2 separate regions of the Bactrocera dorsalis genome follow, and region 1 is linked to region 2. Evidence: chromatin contacts called from public Hi-C data. All regions are on one chromosome and are shown on one strand. Each heading gives the region's core, a stretch centred on a gene start, on an enhancer-like site or on the middle of the called end of the contact. The rest is flanking DNA. Distances are from core to core; before and after follow the strand shown. Region 1 overlaps LOC105227275 (MICAL-like protein 1). Region 2 overlaps LOC105227275 (MICAL-like protein 1).

Region 1 (7,044 bases), core at 3,488-5,987, 79 kb after region 2:
TTGAATTCGACTAAATCGAACTATAATTTTGAATTTTCAAAAAAGTTTAAAGAAGTTTTCAAGAAGAAACCACTGCGACTTAGGATCCCACACTATAAAAATCAAAAAACAATTCTAAAAAAAATTCTTCATCAAATTTAATGGCATTCTTGCTGCTTTTAGTGAAAAGTAATGCGCCAAAAAACAGCAACAACAAAAATAAGTCCCAAGTAAAACTTGAGCCAGCGCTTCAAATGCCGCTTGACAACAGCTTACAAAGCAAATAATCAAATTAAATTGTGAAGAAATAGAATTTGTCTCATTTTCAGCTTTCGTTCGGGTTTCATATTTATTTGTGCAATAAAAGTGGAGCCGCAAATGGCTTGCCTTATGCACACACACAAACACATACAAACAATGTAATGAAATGAAATTTTAGTAGACCGCAGCGTGTTGCAGTCAGCAAATATGCAATCGACTCGCCTTAAGCGTTTGCAAACTGTGAAAACAGCAACAATAACAAATAATGAAATGTATACAAACGTGTGTATGTATATTTACTTAAGCCTCTTCAAGCTTAAGGGCTCATGGCGTGGCGACTGGCGAGTTAAGTGTAAAATTTTTCATGGTCAATCGACTGAAAGAAGTGATTTCGGAGTGATATAAGGACAGGCAATAAGTAAAGTTCAGTACTCGAAAGTGATTTTTTCAATACGCAGAGTGTTTAAATAAGGTATTTACAATTCAACGGAGGGTTAATTGAAGATCTGAATGTGCATATGTATGTAGTATATTTATCCAACTTTTGGTTTCAAATACTATACATCCCTTCTATCATACCTCTCGGTTGAGGTACTATTCACAGAACAAAAACGGGCAGTGGAATGGACTGAACTGTCTAAGTTAGTAGAATATTTCTTAGAAGATGATGAAAAAATCTGGCAGAGACAAGTAGCTATGAGAACTAACAAAACATGATCTTTAACTATATATCAATCCAATCTGTAGGCAAATACATATATTTCATCCACTCAAATCTCGTCCAAATTTAACACACCAATAATATTTCATCTCCTAAAAATATCCAGAAGTAGTCAAAATCAGAGAACGTGGACAATGCTTAAGTCCTTACTCGAGTTTCTAGGCGGTAAATTTAAATAAACACTGAATGCTTTTGCTCTTAACCTTATTCCCAATTTTTTACCGAAGATAAAAATATTTTTGCTACTGATTTTCCTAAATCACCTCTCTAAACAGTCAGTACAGGTTCCGAAATCGCCCTTCATATACTTAAAATTTACAAAAAAAAATATGTTCTGATTGGTGTTTCCAGAATATTTTCATATGTTTTCATAATACATTAGTAGATTATTGACAAAGACTCTTTAAGTAAAAAGCCTCTTCATCGAAAACTTTTACCTTTCTGATCTGTTATGATTATTACCAATTGGATGACGATTCCAGTCGAGTTTGGATGAAGATCCAAAAGTCGGGTTAGTTACATCATTTACAGTTTAAAAATGACTGGATCGTTTTCAATGATCTCTTATTTACTAACGACTATGCTTCGAATGTCTTTTAAAACACTGAAAATATTCTCTTAAAAAATTGATCTAAAAAAGACGCAAGTATATATTATAATGTAAGGACTTAAATAGAAACATAAACCAAAATTAAAAAAAAAAACAAAAAAGAGAAATCGTAAGAACCCCTTAAATCAATCGATCTCAATCGTTCCCTAGTTAGACTATGCAATATTGACTGGGAAATTATAGTTTAGAAAATATTAAAAACCCACGAATAATATTTTTATATATCATAATCTCCTTTCACTCGCTGCCTAATTTTTTCTCTCTCATAACTTTGACTAAGCATTAACTCATAAAAGTTGTCACACTACGTTCTCAGCCTAATATTGCTTAAGCCGCATTCAAAATGCTTGACATTCATGCTTAATTCTATATGTTATAATTATACTTTAGCTATTATTAATTATTTATTTATGTACCAATTTGTCGTATATTATTTTCATACCGAATTTTTCTGGTTCACTACAAACCGGTTTCGGAACACCAAATTTGCATTACTTTTCTTCAAAACCAGCCACGCTTGCTACATTTGCTTGTAAAACAGATAAGACAGAATGTTATAAGATGCTAAAAATAGCAAAGATGTGTTAAGCATAAGTTAAATAATAAAAAATCAAATTTGGTTTTAGGAAGTGAGATACATGTTAATATTTATGACAAATCAACATGACTAAAATAACATAACTCGAGTGGGTGTAACGACATCACAAGTGTTTTAGGCACTAAATATTTGATTTAACGATTTAAAGTCGTAGAATGTGGGTTGTCATTTGTTTTGATTGAAAATCTTTGCTCTGCTCTCATGGGAAAATAATACATAAATCATATCTCAAAGTAGCAACAAAGTTATTAGTGGAAGTATGCACAAGAGAGTTGATGCATGACACATCCTTATAGTGGTAAAAATAACAGGGCAATTGAAAAGTCCGCGCCCTGACACATAGAAGGCACTACTAATATTAAACTTATGATTTTTAATTAGCCCTTACTTTCAAAAAACGTATGTTTAAAGATGACAGCTGTCGGATCAATAGTTTTTGAATTTTATCTCTTTGAGTGAAGCAACTTTCCTTATGGTGAAAAAAATTGATAAAAAGGGTATTCGTGCATGGATAAAACATTGATTTTCGAAGGGAACAAATACAGTTGCAGCAAAATTTGGCTTGATGACGAGTTTCTAGCTTCCGCCACAGGAAAATCAATCATCAAGAATTAATACACTAAGTTTAGAAGTGGTGAAATGAAAACCGAAGATGGTGTACGCAGCGGCTGCCCAAAAGGGTTTGTTACCGCCCAAAACATCACAGAAATCCACAAAATAATTTTGGATGATTGTAAAGTGGAGTTGATCGAGTTAGCAGGCATTGTAAATATATCGACTGAATGTTTAAATCACATCATTCACGAATATTTGGGTATGAGAAAGTTCTGAGCAAAGTGGCTGCCGTGCGAGCTCACTTTGACCAAACGCAAAGAAGAGTTGATGATTCGAAGCAGTGTTTAGAGATGTTCAAGCATATTAAACTCGAGTTTTTGTAGCAATATGTGTCAATAGTTGAAACATGGCTCCATCGTTTCATTCCAAAATTCGATCAACAGTCTGCCGAGTGGTCTACACATGATGAACTCGCTCTAGAACGTGGAACAACCCAACAGTGATCTGTCAAGTTTCTGGCGTCTATATTTTGGGAAGCAAATGGAATAATTTTTATTTACTACCTTGAAAAAGGAAGTGCGGTCAACAGCGACAATTACATAGCGTTGTTGGACGATTTGAAGGACGAAGTCGCCGTAAAGAAGAAAGAAAAGGAAACACAAGTCAGTGAAACGATGGTTAAAGTCTATGAATGGGGCTTCGAATTTCTTTCGTATCCACCGATCTCAAAAGAATGTACGCTGGAAAGAAATATTTGTCGCATGTTGAGATGATCGCCGAAGCTGAGTCCAATTTTGAAGCAAAGTACAAATCGTACCACAAAAATTTTATCGAAAGTTGGAAGGTTACTATAATCAGTGTATTCTCCTTAAATAAGCCCTCAGCGTGTCCCAGTATTTGGCCTCTAAAGGGATCGCCGTTTTGCAACAGCTGCCTTATTCGCCCGACATGTCACCCTGTGACTTTTTTTGTTTCCTAAAACAAAATCGGTGGTCAAAGGAACCCATTTTGAGTCGATTACGTACAGACATCCCAGTCGAAGCGTTCCAGAAATGTTACGAAACATAGAAAACGCGCTGGAATCGCTGTATAGCTGTCCAAGGGGACTACTTTGAAGGGAATGACAGAGTTGTAGAATAATTTGCAAATATATGGTTTTTATAGAATCAGTCTCATTACTTAATTGTCATACCTCGTACATTGTTTGATAGTTGGGGTCTTAATATCACATATGGTTCCAGGCTGACTGAGAATTTATTTTTTTCAAAATTTCTGTATTTGAAATATTTCTTTTAAATATATTTAGATTAGAACTTAAGGCCACATGCATCTGGAGTAGCATTGCTGAAGATTTGACTACGTAAAATAAATTTATTTAATAAATTGAATTGATGTTAAGTATGAAAAATTCAATAATTTTTTATCGAACCGGACTTGATACCAACTGTGGTACATACTTACAATTTTGACTCGAGAAAGCCTTCCATTGTTCTTAAATTAGATATGACAATAAAAACTCAGTTTAATATCAATATTTTCTAAAAGCATAAAACCTTGAGCGCTGAAAATACACTCAAAGAAATCGGAGTCACTATGAACCCCGCAAGGCGGATGCATTCTCAAGCGTTTCTGCAGAATAGAAGCGGACGATAAGACCCACAATATCAATTATTTAAAGCAAGTGATAAGTGCGAAATAATGCAGAAAACTCGGCTAAAACAAAAATTGAGATTGTAGAAGCAGCAACAAAATTAAGTCAGAAACGGCAAAAAGAAACGTGGGACTAAAATCCGAAAAAAGAAGATGCTATAATAAGGCGCATGCTTATCAAAAGGTAACGCGACTGAACTCCATATAAATGAATGTAGCTGGTGTACGTACATATGTATATATGTATTCGTGTGCACGTAAGAGACGTAAACACGGCGGACAAAAATATTTCGCGAAGCGCAGAGACAATAAAAGCAAAGACGCGCTGCTGCCGTAAACAAGCCGTTCGCAGATATGAGTGTAGCGGGAAGGTTATTACGGTTAATCATGTGGCGCTTATCAGTGGTGTTTACGGCAAGCGACGCGCAGGTTGGCCGACAGACAAGTGTCATTTGTTGTTGTTGTCATTTGAGGTGGTTTAGCGTAATTGAATGTACATTGCTGTGTGTTATATAAATGTGTCTGTCCATTTGTTTGTATGTATGAAATGCGTGGCAAAGTGCGACTGCTGCGTATCGCTATGTTTGTGGTACGTGCAACAATGAGCGAAGAATTCTAACAGCGCCAATGTCCAACAAGACGCTTACAACTGCACACTGAGTCATTCTTGGGAGTGTTGTGGAGCAATTACATACATATTTATACATATGTACACATGTACAGTCAATGCAGCGGGTTAACAGCGCTTGGCAGACAAACTTGTTCCAGCAAACGTTCAGCGTGACAGTCACAGTCACAGTCAGCGGCGGAGTCGGAGTCAGAGAACGCAGTTAACACGCATGCGACGAACAAATGTCAATCATTGTTGACATGCCACATGACACTTAAGTGGTGCGCACATGCACAGATGTGTGTATGTATGCATATATTTTGTAATATATATGTATGCACATTAAAAGTCTATAAAACAGTCGGTAATAGACGCAAGCGGGGCGCAAAAGCATTGCTTAAGCGAAATTTCGAAAGAGTAAGCAAAAAGTTAAGGCCACAGACATGTCAGAAAATGTGCCAAAGGCAGAAAAAAAAGCAACAAAAAGTCGGTGTAGCTATACCATACATGAAGAAAATTCACTTAGAGAAAATACTTCAACTATTATTGTGAAAAATATACAAAAAATGGAGCATAGCTTGAACGAGAGCTCTATGTTATGCTATTCCTTTATATTGTATTACCGTGAACTGATCCCAGTGATAGCAAAAAATTACAAAATCTTCGTTTTATCTGGTTGAGCTATCAATAAAATTCTCATATCTGAACGATCGGTTATACGGCATTAATATGCTATAGTCGCCCAATCTTGAACATTTCCTTTGTGTACTCTTTAGTCTATATAAGCAAGTTTTCTTCCAAATTTTTTATGTATAGCAGCTTAATTGGATGTGTTATGGCACAAAAACTTATTTTTGAAAAATCGGTTGTAAGACTACAATATATTATAGTCATCAGCTCTTGTTGAGCTTCTCTCAGTACATAACACTTAATCAAATCAATAGTTCTACAAAAGTGTGTCTATGTAGCGGCTCAATTAGATGAATTGTAGCATAAAAACTCATTTTTGAAAAATCGTTTGTATGGCAGCTATATCGTATAATGGTTCAATATTAGTCATCTTTGTTATATAATTTTTACATTCTATAAGTAAATTTATCACAAAGTTTCATATTTTTCGATGCTCAAATAGAGGAGTTATAGCACAAAAACTAATTTTTGAATGATCAGTTGTATGGGAGCTATATCTTACAATGGTTCAATATTGACGATTTTTGCTATGCACTTTTTAAATCATATAAGTAACTTTATCCCAAAGTTTCATGTTGTTGGCTGCTTTAATGTAAGTGTTATAGCCTAAAAACTCATTTTTGAACGAACGTTTGTATGACAGCTATATTCTATACTGGTTAAATATTAATCAGTTTTGCTGTACAGTTTCTACTGAATATAAGTAACTATATTGTAAAGTCTCATATTATTGGCTACTCAAATAGAGGAATTATAGCATAAAAAACCATTTTTGAACGATCAGTTGTATGGGAGATATATCTTAAAAAAGTCGAATATTGATGAATTTTACAAGATACTTTTCTTATTATATAAGTAACTTTAGGACAAAGTTTCATGTTATTGGCTGCTGAAATAGAGCAGTTATAGCATGAAAACTAATTTTTGAACAATCGTTTGTATAGCAACTATATCTTATAATGGTCGAATATTGATGATTTTTGTTATGTACTTTTTATATCGTATTAGTTACTTTATCACCAAGTTTCAAAACACTGGCTGTTCAAATAGGAAACTTATAGCATTACAATCGATTTTTGAACAATCGAACAAATTCAATTTAAAGGTGATACCCTTCCAGTGCAATTTGAGTAAAAGCACATTTAAATGCGTTCTAGAAAATATTCTGCTTAACATTTTTCTTTATGCCTAAAATATTAAACAGCGTTCTAATACTATCTCCATACATGAGTGGTATAAATGTGGATATATTTGGCAATGAGATTGTTTAGAAAATAAATAAACATGCATGCACACACATACTCACTCCTATACATATATGTATATATGTATAAATACGTGTAATTATTGGCGAAAGAACTATAAAAGCT
Region 2 (7,027 bases), core at 2,573-5,072:
GACGAAAGAATGTTGACCTAATGTATTTTGCCTCTTTGGAGAATCTTTGCTGAATAGGTAAATACTTTAGGTCTTTTAAAATAGTTCGCTAAGATTACTTTTGTGACAACTTCCTTTGAATGGTTCTAATATTTGTGTTTTCATTCGTTTGTTGTCGTTGTAAAGGATATATCAAAACATTACAGATGGACTAAATCAGCCGTGATGGTCGTAAGAGGTATGTTTAACCATTATGGGAGACGATTTTCCAAGTTATTGACAAGTATCTAAAATTATATTTCATAATCGTGGTTCGACCTCGACAGGCAATAAAAGGCACAGATGTCATAGATGTGTTTCGAGACACTGCTATCTTATTTTATAATATTTCTCTAGGCCAACCGGCATGGGTCTTTTTTTGGACTATGACAAATTGTGTGGGATCCTACGTGAACCATTTTTTTACAGTCAAATATTCATTCAATATTGAATGTATGCAGGTCACACCAATGCCTATAGTAGAATCAATCACACGTTAGGTCATATGACAATATTTCTTTGCGCAAAGCATCCATAGTTTCCGGAACCACAAGCTTCACTAAATTCGCCTTGCAGTGATCTACCATCTTCTTGATGGAGCTTCATCGCCAAAAACTAAATAAGTTCATCGAAGCACTGTTGCTGAGTTAATCCACGTCGAAAGTTGTAGACAGTAATCGTGCGTAAATGTTCGTGATTTAAGTGAATCTTTTGGCCGAAATGAATATTTTAAGTTACTGTTAACAACACAAATAGCGCTCGTATGTCGTTTTGAGTATGTATAACATAAAAATGTCAATCATGTGGAAGAAGAATTCATGGATTTAACGCGATGATAAATGTCACAATGAAAATATCGCTACAGCAGCGAATTATGTAGAGATCAGTTGCCTACAAATATTATTAATCTAGGAGTCAGACTGAAGTTCTGGGTAGGAAAGCTACCACATTCTATATTTATATAGGGTGATTTTTAAGAGCTTTTTATTAAAAAAAAAACGCATAAAATCTCATCGGTTCTTTATTTGAAACGTTAGATTGGTTCATGACATTTACTTTTTGAAGATAATTTCATTTAAATGTTGACCGCGGCTGCGTCTTAGGTGGTCCATTCGGAAAGTCCAATTTTGGGCAACTTTTTCGAGCATTTCGGCCGGAATAGCCCGAATTTCTTCGGAAATGTTGTCTTCCAAAGCTGGAATAGTTGCTGGCTTATTTCTGTAGACTTTAGACTTGACGTAGCCCCACAAAAAATAGTCTAAAGGCGTTAAATCGCATGATCTTGGTGGCCAACTTACGGGTCCATTTCTTGAGATGAATTGTTGTCCGAAGTTTTCCCTCAAAATGGCCATAGAATCGCGAGCTGTGTGGCATGTAGCGCCATCTTGTTGAAACCACATGTCAACCAAGTTCAGTTCTTCCATTTTTGGCAACAAAAAGTTTGTTAGCATCGAACGATAGCGATCGCCATTCACCGTAACGTTGCGTCCAACAGCATCTTTGAAAAAATACGGTCCAATGATTCCACCAGCGTACAAACCACACCAACCCCCCCCCCCCCCGGGATGCATGGGCAGTTCTTGAACGGCTTCTGGTTGCTCTTCACCCCAAATGCGGCAATTTTGCTTATTTACGTAGCCATTCAACCAGAAATGAGCCTCATCGCTGAACAAAACACGCGCGCGAAACACATTTCGAACCGAACACTGATTTTGGTAATAAAATTCAATGATTTGCAAGCGTTGCTCGTTAGTAAGTCTATTCACGATGAAATGTCAAAGCATACTGAGCATCTTTCTCTTTGACACCATGTCTGAAATCCAGATCTGTCAAACTAATGCATGGGAAAAATCCTACCTCATTCTATATTTATATATCATATGTTTAAATATTGCATTTTCAACAATTTTAAATCATGCTGCTGAGCCTCTTTTATTAACACCAATTTGATTTTGCTGTTATCAAATAATTTTTGCCCACATCAACTCTATATAATTTTTCACATGCCACTTAATATAACACAAATAAATTGACACTGATATTGCGTATACATAAGAAATTTAGATGTCTGGGAACGTATCAAATATATATGTATATATATGTCACTGGGAGAAGAAAGCCACATAAGTACTTTCTTCGAAAATCTGAAAATGCGTGTGTCGTCTAAAATTTCAAAACTACCACATGCACAGGCATAGGAACTGGGCCAAAAAAGCATGTATATACCTGTATATATATATAAATAAGTGCATATGTATTTGTATGGCTCAAAATGTGTGTGTATGTATGGGTTTAACCGCATACGCACCCATTGATCAATATGCCAATCGATCACTTTATTTGCGGCGCAACGCTGATGAAAGCTGATTGCAGGAAAATGCAACAAAAATACATACATACGAACACATATTTATATACATGGGTATATGCTTTTAACTGCTGCAAAGAAAACTTACAACGGCGTGGCCACTGATCAGTTACTGCGCGTCTAAATATGGGCGTTGGTTAGAAATCGAAATGCATTGAAACCGAAATTGTCCACCGACAAGCGATCATTGATGAGGCAAAAACAACAACAACAACAAAAGTGCAATTCACTATAAGTCTATTGAAAATGTTCGAGAGGCAGGGAGGATGTGATCGATGTTAAAAATCAAAAGTGGCAACATTTCTGTAGAGAATGACACACACACACACGCACGCACGCATATGAAAGTTGCAGCATCAGCGCGATGAACGCTTTGAAGTCACAAATAAAGAAACAACAAAAAAAGTTAACGTCGGTTGGACTGAAACTGTGATACCCTTTACGAATAAAACTGTTTTCCATACGAAAATTTGATTTTGTTCGTTCAATTTGTATGGTAGCTATATGCTATAGTACTCCGATTTCAACAATTTTCTCAGAGATTGTACAGTTGCTTCAAAAAATAATTCGAGCCAAATTTCTTAAAGATATCTGGCCAAATAAAAAAGTTTTCCATACTAGTGTTTGATTTTGATCTTACAGTTTATATGACAACTATATGCTATAGTGGTCCGATCTAAACAATTTCTTCAGAGATTATACAGTTGCTTCAAAAAATAATTCGAGCCAAATTTCGTGAGGATATCTGCACTAACAAAAAAGTTTTCCATACAAGCACTTGATTCCGATCGTTCAGTTAGTATGACAGCTATACGTTAAAGAGCTCCGATATTAGCGGTTACGACAAATAAGCAGCTTCTTGGAGGGAAATAAATGCGCTCAAAGTTTCAGATCCATAACTTCAAAACTAAGACGGACAAGCATAAATCGACCTCGCTGATCATTTTTATATACATTTTTATAGGGTCTCCTTCGTTTTCTTCTCGGTGTTGCAAGCTTTATACCCTATGCAGGGTATAAAAATATATAAAATCTCCTAACAATAATCGCAGCAACAATAAACACACATGATCAGTGGGTTGCCGCAGTGCAACATTATAAAAATTACACATAAAAGATCACTTAAGTGGATCGTCAACCAGATGCCTTGTTGCATATGGTTAACAATACGCACATGCATGCACACACACACAAATATGTATATGTTGCTGCACTTTAAGTGAGCAGATCAATTTCACTTTTGAGGTTATATTGAAACCATTTGAAAGAAGAAGCAGAAGAGGGAGAGTGAGAAAAAAATTTCATTCACAAGAAATTGTGTTGATTGAATTGTGGGTACTTAAAAAACTGAACAACTATTACAACAATAACAGCAACATAACACTTGAAGAAAGCTTCAATGCGGCGGCAAGGTGGTCGTTGGTTGCGATCGATCGCGTCATTGATGCCACTATTGATAGGCCATATGAAGTGCGGCGCGTTCGCCCATTAAGGCGCAGACGTCGACGATTATTTTCGGTTTTATTTACATTTGGTGTCTTTTTATTATTATTGTTTTTGGTTGCTTTAATAGCATTTGAGATTTGATGTTTATTGTAAGCATTAAGCTACAAGTGGCTGGCGATAAGTGGGGCGTAGGGGAATCGATTGGACATGTGTGCAGTGACGCTGACAGTTTCAATATCTGTTTTCGTCACTACTGACCGAGTTCCAATTGCTGAAGCAGTGCGGGAATTGAAAAGCGAAATTTCTAAGCGTTTAATGCGATCAGTTTCGAATTTTCAAAAACCATAAAACAACAAACGATAAAATAGAAAGTGTGGAGAAAATTTTGCAGAAAGTGCCAGCGTAGAAAAAGGAATAATAAAATTTTTTGTGGAGCAATTAACAGTGAAACTTTCGGAGAAATTTGTTATTACTAACAAAAAAAAAAAGATTTTTAGAACTTTTTAAGATTTTAGTTTCACGTTTTATAGTATTTTCTCTAAGAAAAAAATTTTAAAACCAGAAAAACTCCAAAGAATTAGTTACTGTAAAAGCTGAAAGTGCCAGAACGGAAATTATAGCAATTCTTTATGATTTTTTTAAGAACATGACTTTAATCGATCAGCTTGTATAACAGCTAAATGCTGTAGCAATCCGATTTTAAAACTTTCTTCGAAGATTGTAGCGTTATTTCATGCAAATATTTGAGGCAGATTTCGTAAAGATATCTTATCAAATAAAAAAGTTTTCCATATAAGAACAGGGCTTAGAGCTTTCAGTTTGTACGGCAGCTATATGCTATAGTGGTCCGATCTGAAAGATTTCTTTGGAGATTATAGCTTTGTCATAAAAAAGTTTTCCATACAAAGAGTGGATTTTGACTGATCTGTTTGTATGGCAGCTATACGCTATAGTGGTCCGATATTGACAGTTCCAACAAACGAGCTTATTCTTGGAGAGAATAAGATGTGTGCAATATTTCAGAAAAATATTTCAAAAATTTAGAGATTATTTTGCGTATATCCAGACAGATTGCATTAGCTAAATAATTTCAGCTCATCACGCTGCTCATTAATGGGGTCTCCGACGTTTTCTTATAGCTGTTGCCAACCTCACACTAAACAGTGCATAAATTTCGTCCACTTTGTCCACTCAAATATCCGCTACACTCTACTCTGCACCACTCTGTATCCAGCTTAAGCTCCTCAAATCAGCGCATACATATCACAAATTTTACAAATCCGTGGCGAAAAACCGGACATGTCGTTATATTAACCTAATGTAATTTAATGTAGACTCCTATCCATTACTGTCTCGCTTTGCCAGAGTTGTCACCTAACCATAATTGTTGGAAAATATCGCACTTTCTTCGACGCATGTAAGCGATCAGCAGCAGAAGCAGCTGCCGACGAAGTAAAGCTGCCACTTGCGAGCCAAAATGACTGTTAATTTTCAACAATAAATTATTTTCTAAACTCAACTCCTTAACTAGACGCTTATATGGTATGTAAGCGTATACATTTAGACAACAACAATAATAACAACCTCCTGCATATGTGCGGCGTATAGTTTCATAAACGATTTGTGACTAGAAAACTTGCCGTCAACCGTTAGTAGACAAGCACCTACACACATACATATATGCAAGCACATGTATTTAAGCTACAACAACAACGCAACGCCAACAACATAATAAAAATGCATAAAAAATGACGGTGCAATTACATTAGCGGACAAACTTCCTATTACTTACAAATCTGCGCGCATGCGTGCATTACTGTGTGTGTATGCCTGCATGTGTGTGTGTTTGTAAGCGCATTTTCGCTGAGTGGTGGCTTATGACAGTGTAAAAGTACATGCTAGTGTTTGCTTACGCTTGCGTACGTTGTCTTGTTGTTGTTGCTGCTGCTGTTGTCTAATAATGGTAAAAGCCATGCGACTTTATATGCCATTAAAGTCGCATAACAGCAACAGCAATGACCTACAATTTATGAAATGAACATTTAAGTAATTGTTGAAGTTTTGCTTTAATTAGACACGAATAGCCACAAACACACATAGAATTAAACAGCAACAAATGCATATGAGTTGCATGTTTTGTCAATAGAAATATACATTTATTCATAGGCGCACAGTCCATGAAGAAGTCACGAGTACACCAGGGGAGTACAAACAAATATGCAATGTAGTTGGCATGGAATTAGTGGTCGAAGAAACAAGTGCGTTACCAGACTGCAGAATTTAGTACAAATTATATGGGATGAGTAAATAAAAGCGATCGTGAATTTACTGAGATGAATGAACAAACTCTTGAGTGTACTCTTCTGTATATCAGAGTATAATCTTCCATTTGTATGTCTTAAAAATCACTAATGTTATTCTCTCATCATAATTGATAAAACTGCTTACCGTAAATTCCCTTAATCCAGCCGGTCAGTAACTGAATATTTTGTGGTCTCAAGACGGTGGTTTCATCTATAGCTCTGGGGTTGCTATATCAAAATCTCTCTATTAACTCAAGATTAGCAGAATAGACGGTTGTTCTGGTTTTTGATCAATGTTCATTCGGTTAACGTGGGCTTCATTAATACTATGGTGAACGGTACTTTTCCTGTATTACATAATATACTTTGCGATTTTTGGGTATAAGAGGGCAAAGAGGGGACTCACGTTTTCTGTTTATAACAAGTAAAAACTTTTAATTCGAAACTGTGCTAGGCAGACGCCGAATATATAGTAACCTTAAGACACCTGCTTGCAGATGGCATCGTCATGTACCTTTTGTTGTTGTTCTGATATCAAGAGCTCTCTCCCATTTTTTTAAACAAAAGCTTTAATTGAAAACCTTGTCGTCTCTAGCCTAGCCGGACAACGATTTTTATAGTTGCGAAAGGTCTTAACAATGTATTTATTAGAGTCCCATTTGGTTAATGTCAACTCCACCATCGTTATTTAACTCCATCACCTCCACTATACATAACCATGACTGCTGATAGTTTTAATCTTCAATACTTCGAATTTTTGTTTGCGTCTTTCAACGAACCTTTCGTTCAGCAGTTTTTTTGCGATCACTGCAGTCGGGGAGGGTTATAAGAAGACGAGATTAGACTTTTTACTATAAAGTTGAGCAGATAGTCCTTGCTAGACTATTTTGGA

The links. Hi-C and Micro-C count contacts between places; a contact is called where the count stands out from the background.
Region 1: a Hi-C map of whole body shows a contact between it and region 2, with 4 times the contacts expected there. The contact joins two enhancer-like sites. A contact is called at or near these places in 2 of 2 Hi-C or Micro-C datasets (both in whole body).

The regions. Positions count from the first base shown.
Region 1 is chr4:35,073,439-35,080,482 of ASM2337382v1, forward strand. All of the region lies in intron 1 of LOC105227275 (MICAL-like protein 1), which reads right to left. Among protein-coding and RNA genes, the nearest start is that of LOC125778399, 9.5 kb to the left of the region's middle. Within about 2 kb of position 4,738, the one cell type or tissue checked has open chromatin away from gene starts, as enhancers often do.
Region 2 is chr4:34,995,334-35,002,360 of ASM2337382v1, forward strand. The region is part of intron 4 of LOC105227275 (MICAL-like protein 1); the gene reads right to left. Among protein-coding and RNA genes, the nearest start is that of LOC125778467, 18 kb to the left of the region's middle. Within about 2 kb of position 3,823, the one cell type or tissue checked has open chromatin away from gene starts, as enhancers often do.